Regions from separate parts of the Mus musculus genome. Here region 2 is linked to region 1. Evidence: chromatin contacts called from public Hi-C data. All regions are on one chromosome and are shown on one strand. Each heading gives the region's core, a stretch centred on a gene start, on an enhancer-like site or on the middle of the called end of the contact. The rest is flanking DNA. Distances are from core to core; before and after follow the strand shown.

Region 1 (6,835 bases), core at 3,776-6,275:
TAAGTCTGTCATTAAGATCTTTCACTTGTTTGGTTAAAGTTACACCAAGATATTTCATATTATTTGTGACTATTGTGAAGGGTATTGTTTTCTTATTTTCCTTCTCAGCCCATTTATCATTTGTATAAAGGAAAGCTACTGATTTAATTTTACATCTAGCCACTTTGATTTGTGATCTTAAAGAAAACCATGCAAAACAAACAAAACCTACATACTATGTTCAACTTATTTCTTCAAATTTTGTTTTTATTTTGGCATTAACTTTTATCCTGCTTTTAGGAAATTTTAATTACCATGACTGTGATAAAATATGTGATTACATGTGTGTTTTCTGTGTTAGGAACTGTGGTGGAAGGTGTTATAACTAAGAAAGACTGACTGGATTTATATAGAGAATATAAATCCTGTCCTTTGAAAAGTCATTTTTATTATATTTCAGCCTAGGGTTTTTGGTTTGGTTTTTTTTTTTTTTCAGTTTGATTATGTGCCTTGTTTTGTATAAGTTCCAGAAAAATTACAAGGGTCTATATAATTCTTCTGTGTCTTTTATGAACCTGATTTATTAAAATTATAATATTCAATTTGAATTCATTTTTATTGCCTCAATAATGGCTTTAGAAGAGATGAGACTCTGGACTAACTTCTAAGGAAAAGGAGCTTATGGTGCTGTCTATGGTTTTGATCTTGAATTTCTTTCTCTATGATAAGTATTCTTCAATAATAATTCTGTATTATTTCAGGGGAATTAGAAGTGTAGTTTCAAGAATTAGAGCTGATGTTAAATGTACATTCAGGGCAACAGAATCAATTTGGAAATGTAGCATGAAGCTCATTTTTAACTCTTGCTCCTTAGAATTGTGTTTATTTCATAATTGGAGACAAGAGAATCAAACCAAGTGGTAGACATTCAAATGGCTAAAAGCATCTTTTGCGATTCTGTTCCATCCAAATCTTCTCACCTTGGATATGGGTCCTGACTCCTTAGTTTTCCCCTTCACGGCAGTGCACCCTAGAACAGTGCACTCTATGACAGCAAGTCGCGAGGGTTGAGGAGGAAGTGTACACGATGGGAGTGTCAGTGTGTAACAGACAGCCATGGGCTCTGCTTCAGCTGTGTCCTGCCTCTTGTCATCTTTGCAGGAGTTTAAGGTTTCTGCTTGGCAGAGCAGTTCCCTGGGCTCAGTGTCACCAAGTTGCTTTGCCTCACAGTGAGGTAGAAAGCTGGGACCGCAACAGTATTCTCTCTGCCCCCTTGTGCCTTGCTGTTATAAAAAGCAAGTAAAATATTCATTCCAGAAATTTACAAAAATTTTAGAAAAGAAAATGCTGACTTTTAAATTATGTCCTGGTAGGGCAATCTCATGCGTGGTTTTAGAAATGCTTTTAACTTCTCTTTTAACGCTTTGTGGTTTTATTTGGTGTGAACGGGTATGTGTGTCCATAGGCCCATGTGTGTGAGCACAAAGTTGAGGGTCCATGGCAGCTCATGTGGTGTTCTGTCCATCCACCACATGGGCTCCAGAGACAGAGCCCAAGCACTGTCCCCTGCTGAAGTGTCCTCACTGGCCCAGTTTTTAACTACCAAAAATACTTGTAGGTGTTCAGAATAGACTTAGGTGTGTGGACTCCAGCCACTCCCCCAAGATTCATCAGTTTTGCTCTTTCAGCATCTTGCTACGAATGTCCTCACATGTCTACTTTTGCATGTGCGCGCACACAGGCATCTTTCTTCTGAATCTTCCACATGTTGTTGCTCCTCCACTTCCTTCCTAAGAGAGGACAGTAAGAGACACAGCCATACTCTTTCCCTGAACAATCTGTATAGAGAACAGACAACTCCAGTCTGTAGTAACTAGTGGACGTTTTCTAAGGTGGGGAACCTCACTCAGGTAATTATGTTTTAATAGAATTTGGGAACTTTCGCATTCATTGTGATCGTTTTACGTAATCAACAGTTCATTCTCCGGTTCCATCATAAATCTCACCAGTGTCTGCAGCAGTGCTCTCCTGGTCGTATGTTACACATGGTAACAACCTGTCATCTCTCTCAACCCGGGCCCTTCCTAAGCTTTTCCTTTCTCAGTGTGAGCCTGAGTTCCCTTCACCGTTAGGCTAAGGTTATAGCCTCTATGCTTCTATGCTTTATGCTGATGTGTTTATATGCATGAGCCTGTCTGAGTAATGGTGAAGGGCCACCCTCAGAGCAGTACATCCAGAGGTTGTCATGTCCTCCTGCCCTCTGTTAGTGACTTTAAGTTGGTCACCTGCTTAGCAGTACTGTCTGGATTCTCTGCCTCACCTTTACCGTGTTTGGATAAGAGCTGTCAATCCTGAGTATGTCACAGAAGACAGAGTGGTGAGGCTGCAAAAACCAAAATATCTCAATGACTTATGTCCCATTCCCGCTTTCTGGCTACTTAAGTGGCTACAGTCATGCAATTTAAGACATTTTTCACTTTAGTTTTTAATCTATTCCAAACTTCTGAATTATTTTTAACAGTTCTCAAGCCTGAGCCTATCTTTAAAAATAAAATAAAATAGCTCAAATTTAGACTTAGGCACAGAGAAGGAAGCTAAAGTTAGAAAAGGCAGAGTTTACCTCACTGAAGTGCCTGTTCGTTTACTTGGCAGTGGATAATGCATGAGAACCGTCCTCCTCAAAACTGTGCAGATCAAAAACGTATGTGGGTTGAGTGAAGCTGGGTAGATTTATGGATGATAAAAATCTCCACTTGGAGGAGAATTTACAGGTCATGTCTGAAGCATTTCTCCTGATGTTCAGTGAGACTTGCAACTAACTCTGCTGCGTGGAAATTGGTGTCAGCTGCATGCTGCTCGAGTCAGAAATACTTCCCTTCCATCTTAAATTTCTTTTCTGCCCTTCCTCTCAACCTCTGGTATCTGTGCAATCAAAAAGTATCCTCTCAAGTGACTTTGTGGTGCTTTGAACTTGTTATTTTAGGGAAAACTAATATAAAGAGATGGGAGGAACGTTCCCATGTAAGATCCAGCTAGTTCTGGAACCAGGAATGGAAATATATCATGCCACTGTCAGGGTGCCCTTTTACTGGTATAAAGTGTTCCCTGTAGGTCATGAGCTTGGTTCTTCTGTAGGCTGCAAAAGAAAGTGTACAAAAAATAGGGTTTTCAGCCCAATCCTAAGTCTCCTCAGGCTGCTGTTGGGGTTTTTCCTGGTTGTGACATGGAGTGCTGGATTCTCATTTTGTTTTATACTGGATATTTTTAAAGAAATGCATGAGGTTGCTGTGCATATATGAACTATAGGACTTTAAAACATCTCCTAAGGATTCTTCAGTGAATAAAAAGAGAGAGCTGATTCTATTCTTTTATAAAATCTATCATAACTGCCATGTAAGGCTTATTGCATATATTATTAACTCATGAAGATAAGTTAGAGTCAAGGGTACTGTGATAGCTGGGAAGCGGATGAGCACTTGACCACAGAGTGGACTGGCCAAGAGAGATTAAGGTACCAGTTCATAAACAGCACCCCTTCACCATGGGCTTCACATCCACAGGTTCAGCCATCCATGGATAAGGCCGTTTAGGGAAAAATGCCTATGTTCCAAACCAACATTATCCCTTGTCATCATTCCCTTAGTAACACAATATGACCACTACTTACCAAGGACTTACATTGCATTGGGTATTGTAAGTAAACAAGAGAAGATTCCTTTTAAAGTATACCAAAGGACCTGGGTAGGCTAAATAGGCTCAATGCAATTGCCACCACCTTTTGTATAATGTACTTGAGCATCTGTACTTCTTTGTATCTTTGGGAGTCTTGCAACCAATTCGTCAATAGTGCTGGAAGACAGATGCTGGAGATTATTCACGTGGTTAGGGAATTAGCTGGTACTTCTGTAAGAGAAAACACTGTAATAAAAAAAAAACTGTAAACTATAAAGGAGTTAGATTCTTCTTTCCTCCTACCTCCATCTCTGGCTTCTAGGTAACATCCATCCCTCCCCCTGTCCCAGCCGAAACCTGGTGGCTTGTGTATTCCCATGAGGTGACAGTAGAAATTCTATAGGTGGAAGGACACTGGATATGGTTGAGGGCAAGCAGATTCCAGTCAGCATCTAAACATAGTTGCTATTTTTGTTAAGCAAGTAGAACACTGTCAGTAACGTGGCTTTGCCCTCCTGAGAAGAGTTTAAAAGTGTCTCTTTGGGAAAGCTGGCCAGCCCAGTACTAAGAAACACTGTCTATAGACGTTCTAGAGGTAAGCCATCTAGGCAGATCCCTGCATAGAGAACTTCACAGCAAGCTCGAGTGTGGTCTTGGAAGTGCCAGTCGCCGTTTTCTGTCCCTTACTTTTGAGCATGAATACCATTTGTGGACTGTCAGACATCTCAGAAAAGTTAATAGCTGATAAGAAGCAAAAAACTAGTGTCAACAGCCCAGAGTGGTTAGGAAGAGAAAACAAACAGGACTCTGAGTGGAGGAAACAACGCTAGGAACTACCATCAATATTAAACTCATGACACAAGATGCAGGCACCATTTGAATAATACTCTAGAAGATAATGGGGAACTCTTGAAAATACAAACATGGTAACAAAAGAGGAAAATACCATGGAGTTGAGACAAAGTAGAGAAAATGTACCTAGAAAATAGAATAAAATGAAATTAGGTAGAAAATATTGTTAGAATATTCAACATTCAAATAACAGGCATTCTAAACAGACTGAAGATAAAAATAATGAAATAATTCAAAAGTACTTCCAATGACTGAAAGTGGCCACCACAGGCCTGAATCATGAATCTATTACAGACTTAAACCATGGTAAGGGAGAAGAACCAGCTCATGTTGAAAGGCTCAGGGATCAGAGTGGCTCAGACTTCTGGACAGCACCCAAAGACATTCAATGACCAATGCTTAAGAAAAATGCTTCCCAGTCTATGACTCTGTGCACTTATCAGAAAGCTTTTAAAGACAGCCTGGGCATCATCAAATAAGAGAGTGGGTGAAGGAAGAGGACACAGGAGAAAGGAAGCATATGGCTTAGCACAGATAAGAGGTGAACAGACCTCCAGTATGCTAAAGGAGACAGCTGTGTGCCAGACCTTAAGAGCAGAAAGATCAAATAAAACCAACCAGAGAGCTTTAAAAGAATCTTCTTCCCGAGATGAAAAGGGAAGGGCTGGGGTTATAGTGTGCTTGCCCAGCATGTCCCAGGTCTAGGACACCATATCCAGCTCCAACTCCATCCAAAAAAAAAAAAAAATGTATTTCACAAATCTAACATTATATTGCCGTCTAAATCACGAAAAGAAAACCACGGTCTGTTAGCATTGTTCTGAAAATCTTCAGTTAAATATTGCCAAGTCAAAGTCAAAGCATATTACAAAGATTGGACATCGTGACCTGGTGGAACTGGTCCCGGCCATGCAAAGCTGGATTAATAGTTGTAATTTAATGATTGTGATGCAAGCAGCAGTGGAAAAAAATACAGGAAGAATTGTGATCATCTCAATGACAAAAGGCATCGGACAAGTTCATGGATTCTTCTTGATTAACAAGAGCTACTTCGAACTACCAGCAATTTATGAGTTCAAATAGAATCCTCAATATAATGAAGGCTACTTATAAAAAAAAAAACAACAACAAAACCCACCAAAGGGTGGGGGGGGAGGGCAAGTCTTGTAACAGAAAAAAAAACTAAGCCTTTCCCTCAATATCTGCTGCATGACAAAGATGGCTACTTCTGTCATTTTCTATGTCACTGAAAATGCTAATGAATGATCAGACAAGAAAAGTAAAGACATAAGACAGAAAGAAAGTTTTTGTTTAAAGATGATGTGCCCTCTGTGTGAAATGCAGTTATAAATCCACAAAGTGAATACACTCAAGCTGCTAACCCACCGCAGTGCCATATGAAAATACTGACCAAGCTGGAAACAAAAAAATCAGGAAAAGTCTCTTTTTATAACAATATCAGAGATAGTCAAGAATAAAGTTAGACAATGAAGTGAAAGATGTTGGTAGAACAAACCTACTTAAAACTTCAATAGAAGAAACTGAAGAAGATATAAGAATCCAAAGTTCATGAGCCAAAATAATTAATATTATTAAAATGACAATATTCTCCAAAGATTGAAAACTATCAGACACAAATTCAGCACAACCCTTGTTAAACCCCTCATGGTATTCTTTACAAAAATGGAAAAACTCATTAAATAATTTATGTGGAATCACGAAGACCCTGAATAGCCAAAGCAATTCTGAGAAAGAGAGAGGCACCACATAGTCTGTTTTAAAATTGTATTATGAAGTTTTATTAATAGCAACATTGTCATGTTGGCTTAAAAGCAGATTCCTAGAAGAATCAGACAGAAGAGAGTTGAAAGATAATTCCAAGCATATGGTGAACTCCTTTTCAACCTTGGCACCAGAGGACAAAATGGGAAAAGGGTAATCTGAATAATAAGTAACTGTGAGAAAGCTAGGTTCCCACATGAAAAGGGATCTGACTGAATCCATAGCTTGCCTAACCCCAAGTACCTGCAAAGAGTGAGGTGGTGGTAAGGCTCCAAGATCCAGATGAAGCAGAGGCCAGAGGCGTCCTCATAAAATCTTGGCATTTCTTTTCTTTTTTTTTTTTAATTTCGCATGGAAACTTGGGCTTCAAAACTGAAAAGAAATAGGGCGGGCAGTACTGAACAATATGGTCTGCACAGCCACAGAAATCATCAACAAAATGATAGCTACACTGAGTAGCATGTAATTCTTATGTCTGATGAACAGCCAATGCTGGAAAAGAGGTCATATAACACTTAAGTGATAATATCAAGAGATTTTAAACAGCGAC
Region 2 (7,671 bases), core at 1,856-4,355, 370 kb before region 1:
TCCATTTTAATGAGTGCATTACTCTTACCACCTGCTGAAGCCGACTCGGAGTGACTACTGACCTGAAGTGAATGCCTGTGTTCAATATTAATATGGCATGTCTGAATCCAGACAGCAATCTTTCATTCTGACATGCACATAGTCAAAGTAAATTAATGTTTAAAACCTGAACACTCTAAGTTCAGCCAGTGTGTGCGTTCCATAATAATCCTTCAGACGCAGTTTACATAGAAATGTTGAGTGCTTTCTAATACTTTATTTATCATACACATGGGCCTGTACTGCTGCATTTGTAATGAGGTTCATTCTCCTGCTGTTGCGAGTCACATGTTTTGCATTGGTAACAAAAGTAATTTCCTTGTTTTTAGATTTATTTATTTTAGGTAAAGTTAATATTTTAAAAACGTATACACATGCTCTGTAGGACAGTCACATTTCAGTTGTGTTATGGTAGTTCCATACTTTTATTTCTGCTCATATCACAGTCTTTGTTGACAAAGCCAATGCAGTGAGCTCTGGAGCAGGTGTAAGTCTGGGCTGAGAGGACTTTCCTTCCGTGCATACCGTTTTGTTTTTGATTTTATTGGTTAAAAACCACCCATGACAGATGTAGTAATAGGGAAATTATATTAACATTTAAGTATTAAATTAGCTAGTAGCCAGAGCCTCCTCCTAATATGATGACAGTCCGTAAGTTTGGGATCCTAAGGACCACATTGCATAACACATTGTTGCACATTTCCTGTTGGCCTGTTTTCCTTTTAAGTGTGTTAGCTCAAATGTTGGAAATTTCCATTACGCATTTCAGTGTTATCATTATACTTTTCAGTTCTATGGTTGATATTTATGAATGAAGATATATGTATATAGAACAGATACTACATTTGATTTTAGCCACAAGGCCAAGAAGTGATATATTTTGGTAGGTTAATAGCCAATTAAAAAAAGGATATATGTAGAAAAATATATATGTAGATATGTATATGTGTATATGTTTACGTATATATATATATATGTACACACACACATATATGCAATGGCCATAATGAGAATTTTGTGATAACATCTTTGAATTTTAATTTCAATAGAAAAATCTAATGTTATATTATTAGTAAACATATTTCAGCTAGAAAGTTTTTCATGCTACAAAATGGTAGTGGATAGAAGTGAACCTAGTATATATTCAAAGAAAATATGCTATGTTGTAATGTAGCATATAAATATAGCATGTAAAATATGCTATATTTAAATGTAAATATTTTAATTTACATCAATATGATGACTTGGACATTATCTTAGAGTTATGAATGCCATAGTTTTGCTCTGAAAACAAAATTAGGTTTGATTATATTTTACAGGATTTGTGTTCAGAAATAAATTCACTATTTCATTTAGGATACAGAATATCAAATAATACTGAAAATACCTATTCTTTTATGAGTATTGGGTATCTAACATCAGGAAAATATGTGCCTTACCCATGGTATACTGGTTTAGATTGGATTTGAAAACACTGTGCAGAGAACACCTATTGTTTCTGCAGAATGCTGTATGCCCCATAGAGGTGACCTCTGACCCACTGCTCTTGCAGTAGTAATGGATTTGCACTGATTGGAGCATAGTCTCCCACTAGCTCCTGCTTTCAGTTCGTATGTGTAATAGCTGCCCAGCACAATCAAACATTTGCTTTGTGGCTGTAGAAGGCAGTGTGACAAGCTGGCTGAAACCAATTCACATTTGTAACCCTGACTTGGTGATATTGTGCTTTTACTATTGAATTAGTAAGCTATATGTGGGTAAATTATCTTTGATGAGTACTCGTTCTTGTTGAGCTGCATGGAGAGTTTTGCCCACATGTAGGGTTTTATAGAACATCGTACTAGCTTAGATTAATTGGAGGATCAGCATTGAACACCACCTTTTTTCCTAGTCAGAGACTTGGTGAATAATTTCCAACGAAAAGTGGGCATGATGCTTTTATTGGCTCTGTTATTACCAATCTGATTCTAATGTGCTTTGATAATCTTTCCAGGGAAAATGGCAATCATATTTGCCCCTAGACAGTAAGAAGTAATTCTAGTTGAGGTAATATGGAGTCCTCAGAAGTTGAACCACTTTGATAGAAGCTATCCCTATGCCTTCCTTCATAGAGACGTGACAGGGCAGACATCTTTAGTGTAAAGTGGCTTGTAGCTGATGATGATTCTCACCACATGCAGCCTTAAGCACTGACATCAGAGGACTGGTTACTCAGAGCAAAATATGTGCATGATCACATAGAATCAGGGTTAATGTTGATGAAGGGGTGCCATGTTTCTGCTATGGTCTGACAGTCATGACCTACATTAAAAGAGCCCTGTGGGTCTGTCTGGTATATTTTTTCTTGATGTCTGGGTGGTTTATTTCAGATGCTCGTCAGTTTTGTTATAGGTTATTATTTGGGGTCCTTGCTGGGTTTTCAGGTGTTCCATACATAATACTCTTTGCTGTTACATTGTCTTGAGGGAGCTGCTGTTTTATGATCTGTAAACAGGCTTTAGTTTTGAAGGATAAGCAATTTTGGGGACATTTGCCACTTGGTGTTGTGTTGTGTTCAGTTGGTAGATTATTTTAGAGTAGAATAGACACTAGCTTTTCAACCAAGATTCCAGATTTGGCTCAAGTAGTTCATCCTGTAGTGAGCTCTTCTGGGAAAAGCAGTTTGGGAATTTCAATTCAAGAACATTTTATTTAAGAAAAATCCAGATGAGTGGCTTATTTTATAATATAACAACTAAACAGATTTTATAAGATAGAAATTTGCAAATATTTCTCTTTTAGCTGGTAAAGGGCGGGGGCGGGGGGGAAGGAAGGTAATGGTTTTTAAAAGTGTCATTTTGAACACTTTGCTACCACAGAAGCAAAACTCAGTGCCTGGTAAAATTGTATTTTTTTTTGAAGTTATATTTAATTTTGGCCACATCTATCTTAGTTAGTAGCTTAAAGGATAAACAGTTCAAACAGCAAGGCAAAAGCAGTTTGTATTTTGTCAGTTTTCAACTTTAGATATCAGTAAATCATTGCTGTAGCCTTCTTTATCTTTTGTTTGCACAAAAAACCTGTTAGAATTCTGTCTGGGGGACCATCTGCTGTGGTTCCCAGTCTCGTCAGTGTGATAAGGGATAAGCTGTATAAACAGGGCACCACAAAAAAGAAAAAGAAAAAAAAAAAAAAGGGAAAGCTTGCTTTAGGAGTGGGGAAAAGTGTGAGGCTGTTTTAATTTTATAACATAGCCACAGAAAGTCAGAGGCTCATAGTCTGCCAGGATGGAGGCTAGGATGTATTTATTCAGAAAGCACAAGGCCTAGACTGTGTGGTTTATCTTCTCGTGAAGTTAATATTGTCTTTCTTTTTATTAGAGTATTACTGCTCTGGAGGCTGAAGCTTTTAGAAGTTCTCTAAGTACACTTGAGCATAGCTCTTGACATTGTGATATTTTCCAGATTGTCTTCTTGGGTTTTGGATTTTTTTTTCTCTCCTAGCCATTACTTTTTCTCTCAGTTGAATCCTCAGAAATCATCCTTTCCCTTTTTCATTTGCAATGAGGTCATGGTGCTTCATGAGGAGCAAGCCAGTCATTTCCATGGCAACAAGCTCTATCAAAACATCACAAGTCTATCTTGCCCCTTACCTTTAAACTAAAGTACAAAAAAGGGGGGGAAGGAGGAGGTGGGGGAGTAGGAGGGGGAGGGGGAGGGGGAGGGAGCTGTAGATGTCTGTATAAGGGACATATTTTACATTGAGCTTCTGCAGTAGAGCAAACATTGATTTCTAATATCATTATCTCTGAGAATAGTGCAGTGTTACAGTGCAAACATGTCCCGCCATGGCTCTGAGACGCCCACTGATGCTTTGCTGCTCTGGTCTGGGTAGTCATTTTGTGTTAAGGTAATAGAATTTTGTTGATGGAATAGTGACACTTTGCACTTTGAAATGAGCCCAGAACCTTCTCAGGCATTTTGTCCCATTTTTTTATCTGGTGGTGTTAGTGGTGTGCTGTGAGTTTGTGTTTATGGGCTGGGCGAGCAGCCTGTGGTTGCTCACTGGTGGTCAGGCATTATGAAGTATAGCACAGTCCTTTGTCCTTGAGGTGGTGGGGATTGAACCCATGTCACTGGGTGCGAGAGGCATGTACTTTATCCCTAAGCTGCATCCTACCACCTAAAATCATGCTTTGGTTTGTTTTTCGTTTTTTGTATTTCCAAAATATCCAAATTCATTGGGTGTGATGAATTCCTAAGTGATGTCAGTGTCATCGGTGGCAGTTTGCTAAGTAGTCCCAATTCCTTCTGGTAGCTGGCCATTGGCAGATGCAGGTTCTTCTGTTCCGATTTTAATGACTAATATTAGCTCTGAAATCACACACTACACAGTACAGGGTAAGGGTGTGTGTTGCAGAATGACTAAAGGTCAGAGGTGATGACATTCAGTATCTTATGGAGGCAGACGGAGGACTGGCACCGCCGCAGTCGCTGCGAGGGTCCTGAGATAGTAATGAGCCCAGCTGAAATCAGCTCAGAACATTTTCATGAGTTTATGAGATTTTATGGTGAGTGGCTTTTTTTTTTGTTTGTTTGTTTTTGGCCAGGGTTTTATTGTGTAGCTCAGAGTCCTCCAACACCAAACCTTTCTTCAGTTTCGTGAGTGCTGGACTTGCAGGCCTGTCCCACCTTGTCCGGCTCAGTTGTAATTTTATTAACTTGAAGTATTTAGACTATTTCAGGATTGTCTTAGTTCTACCATAGCCTTTCTTTCCACCCTTGAGTTTTTAGGGAGTGCCCAGCCCTGGCAGCTTATGCACTCAGAGCCATTCCTGGGCTCTGCTCACCTGACTGCTTCCACTGTGGCTCAAGCCATGCTGGAGGCAGGAGCTTGATTTTTGCTGTGTAAGCAAGCATCCAGCATTGAGGAGCAAACGTCCAGTGAGTTCCCTTAGAGAGTAATGGCCAGCAGGCCTGAAGCAGCTGTTTCTAGCAGACGTTTCCTATGGAACATAAGGCAGATTACATTTTTTCTTGTTTTGTGTATAAAATGAAGTCAGAATAAGTTCTCCGTAGCCACTTTGTAACCGTTTGCTTCGTTGATGTTATTGAGACAAGGTCCTGATGTGTAGCTTCAGCGGGCCTGTTGTATGCTGTGTAGCCTCGTTTGGCCCTTTGTTTGCAGCAGTCCTCCTGCCTCAGCTTCCTGAGTGCCGGGATTGGAAGTATGAGTGAGTGTTCTCGAGTGCTGTGGTGGGATCTTTTCAAGCTGTTCAGACCCCACGTGTGTGTTCTGAGATGCTCCTCCTGCGTCTCTGCTCTGCATTACTCTTCAGCTGTGATGAACTAACTAGACTTAAGCTGTCTGTACGGGAAAGAAGCTGTGTGTGTGGGGGAGGGGGTGGGGTGGGGGTGGAGAGAGCTTTCAAAGTCTATAGACACTGTCACATTAAGGTTTTATTATGAAGTATTTTCTAGAGAAAAGCATTAAAAAACAAGATGCAGAGTATATACAGTCTACCCAGCTTTAGAAAGAAAACATTCCTATGTGCCAACCTCTCACCCCCCCCCCCCGCCATGTCCGAGTGTGGCTGTGCACGAAGTACAGTTTTCATTCTCTCTGTCTTGTCGACAAGCTCCAGCCTTCAAAGGGACTCTTCCCTGCTCGCTGTGGCACAGCGCTACCCCAGGCCTCTGTGTGCTATTGAACCTGCCAGTGTGTAGTAGTGTGTTACAACCATCTGTTCAGTTGTCTGTCACCTCCACCAGGCTGAACTTGGGCTTTGTGTTCTCAGCTCTGCTCATAATAGCCGCAGTGGGATAGGTGCTGTTGTGTGAAGGAGTGAATGAACGAGTAGGTGCAATTCTCTTCTAGCAAACGCCCTCCTAGCATGGGGTTCTGTTTAGCAAATCTGTTTCCTTGTCTGGCCCATAGTTAGAGGGTCTTGCTACTCTGATTTGAGCAAACTGAATTAAACCTAAAGTCCTGTAGAACAGGTGCATTTACAAACTTCTGCTCACACAGCTGCTGGGCTGTTTAATAAAATCATTGCTGTTTGGATTGGCTATTCAGTCTTTCTTTCTGTTGACTGCATTAGTCTCGTGGTCTAAGCAGCACTGCAGACTAGAGCAGATGAGGGGAAGAGGGAGCTGCTGCTCCTGGCTGACCGCTGGGATGCTGGGATGCTGGGATGCTGCGGAGATGGAGGGGAGACGTTTCTTCGTTAGCTGTAGATAGAATATGGACGATGCAAATATTTGCCCTTCTTGGACCCCCAATCCTAAGTCTTTGACTCAGCACTTCTCGTTTGTTCTTACGTGCTCCCCAGGTTGCTGTTTACTGTTTCTGCTCTGCAGGATTCTAGTAGAGAAGCTGTATCTCATTGCCTTTGCTGTTCAGGGTTTGAAAGTTTAGGTAAAATTATATCCCACAAAAGGGACACATTTCAAATTTTTCTTTGCATTATTTATATTGTATGTGTGAGCAAATGTGTTTGCATGCATATAGATGACAGGTGTGTGTGGAGGTCAGAGGACAACTGTTAGGAGTCAGTTCTTTCCTCCTACCATGTGGGTCCCAGAGATTGGACTTCAGTCATCAGGCTTTATAGTAAGCATTTTACCCTGAGCCATCTAGCTCATTAGCCCACTCAAAATTTTTGATATTTATTGATATTTTAGACAAAGTCTTGCTGTATATCCCACACTGTCCTGTAATATATTATGTAGTTATAGTTCTCTCTCCTGCCTCAGCTTCCTGACTGCTGCTATTGGACCTCTTAAAACTTTAAATGTATAATTAACAAGTTGTTCCATTTTCTGGGCCCATGTTAGTATTGCTCCAAACAAGGTGGGAAACATTTCCATATTCTAGAAAATATTTTGTCATAGACATATTTCCAGTTTAGAAAGGAGAGAGAATAAGTGTATACATGCAGGTGTTAACCTTCATGGTGTGTCTTTCCATCCTAGGTTAACCTACTTAGAAAAATCCCTCATCGCCCTGCCCACAGGTGCCAACATAATCTAACAGTTTCTCATGGAGAGTCTTCCCCAGTGAGTGTAGATTGTGTCAGGTTGATGATTAGAAGTAGCCAGAGTTGTTGTTTGAATTAGTATCAGCTTACATTCTTGGATATTAGCGCCAAACAGTGCTCACAGGTGTCACTGTATTGTGCTTGCAAAGCCAGTGTGCACTCAGTCCCCCAGGCAGACCAGTCTGGTCAAAGTCTTGACACACAGTGATGGTCTTAGTGTTTGCCAAGAGGACTCCTGTATCTCATTCTGAGTCCCCTTGTTTCCCTGTGAACTCAGCACGGGGTATTGATGAGCCTAAGTCCTAAGCCAGAAGTGCCCTGGGGAAGGAAGACTCAGGCTAGATTCTGCTCTGAGGCTGTAAGGATGAAGAGGGTGTTGGATCCCTTGTAGTTGGAGTTACAGGTGGTAGTGAGCTGTCTGCTATGGGTGTTGGGAGCCAACTAAGGTCCTCTGAGAGAGCAGCAAGTGTTCTTGGGTACTGAGCGCCCTCTCCATTGACAGCTTCACGTTGAAGGAGTCATACATCTGTACTGCTTGCTTTGCTGGCTAGCATTTGCCAAACAGCTTATCCAGTGACATCTCTGATTTCCATATGTCAATTCTCAAAACCCTG

Evidence for each region. Hi-C and Micro-C count contacts between places; a contact is called where the count stands out from the background.
Region 2: a contact with region 1 is called in a Hi-C map of the HPC-7 cell line, with 2.8 times the contacts expected there. The contact joins two enhancer-like sites. A contact is called at or near these places in 3 of 484 Hi-C or Micro-C datasets (the HPC-7 cell line, regulatory T cells and uterus) and 1 of 115 datasets of contacts at active chromatin or transcription factors (astrocytes).

What each region holds. Positions count from the first base shown.
Region 1 is chr13:29,456,746-29,463,580 of GRCm38.p6, reverse strand. All of the region lies in intron 12 of Cdkal1 (CDK5 regulatory subunit associated protein 1-like 1), which reads left to right. Among named protein-coding and RNA genes, the nearest start is that of Cdkal1, 400 kb to the left of the region's middle. Within about 2 kb of position 5,025, at least 10 of the 459 cell types and tissues checked have an H3K27ac peak or open chromatin away from gene starts, as enhancers often do. A contact at or near this core is called in the HPC-7 cell line, where this site is marked.
Region 2 is chr13:29,822,170-29,829,840 of GRCm38.p6, reverse strand. All of the region lies in intron 4 of Cdkal1 (CDK5 regulatory subunit associated protein 1-like 1), which reads left to right. It also overlaps the pseudogene Gm52084. Among named protein-coding and RNA genes, the nearest start is that of Cdkal1, 30 kb to the left of the region's middle. Within about 2 kb of position 3,105, at least 11 of the 459 cell types and tissues checked have an H3K27ac peak or open chromatin away from gene starts, as enhancers often do. A contact at or near this core is called in the HPC-7 cell line, where this site is marked.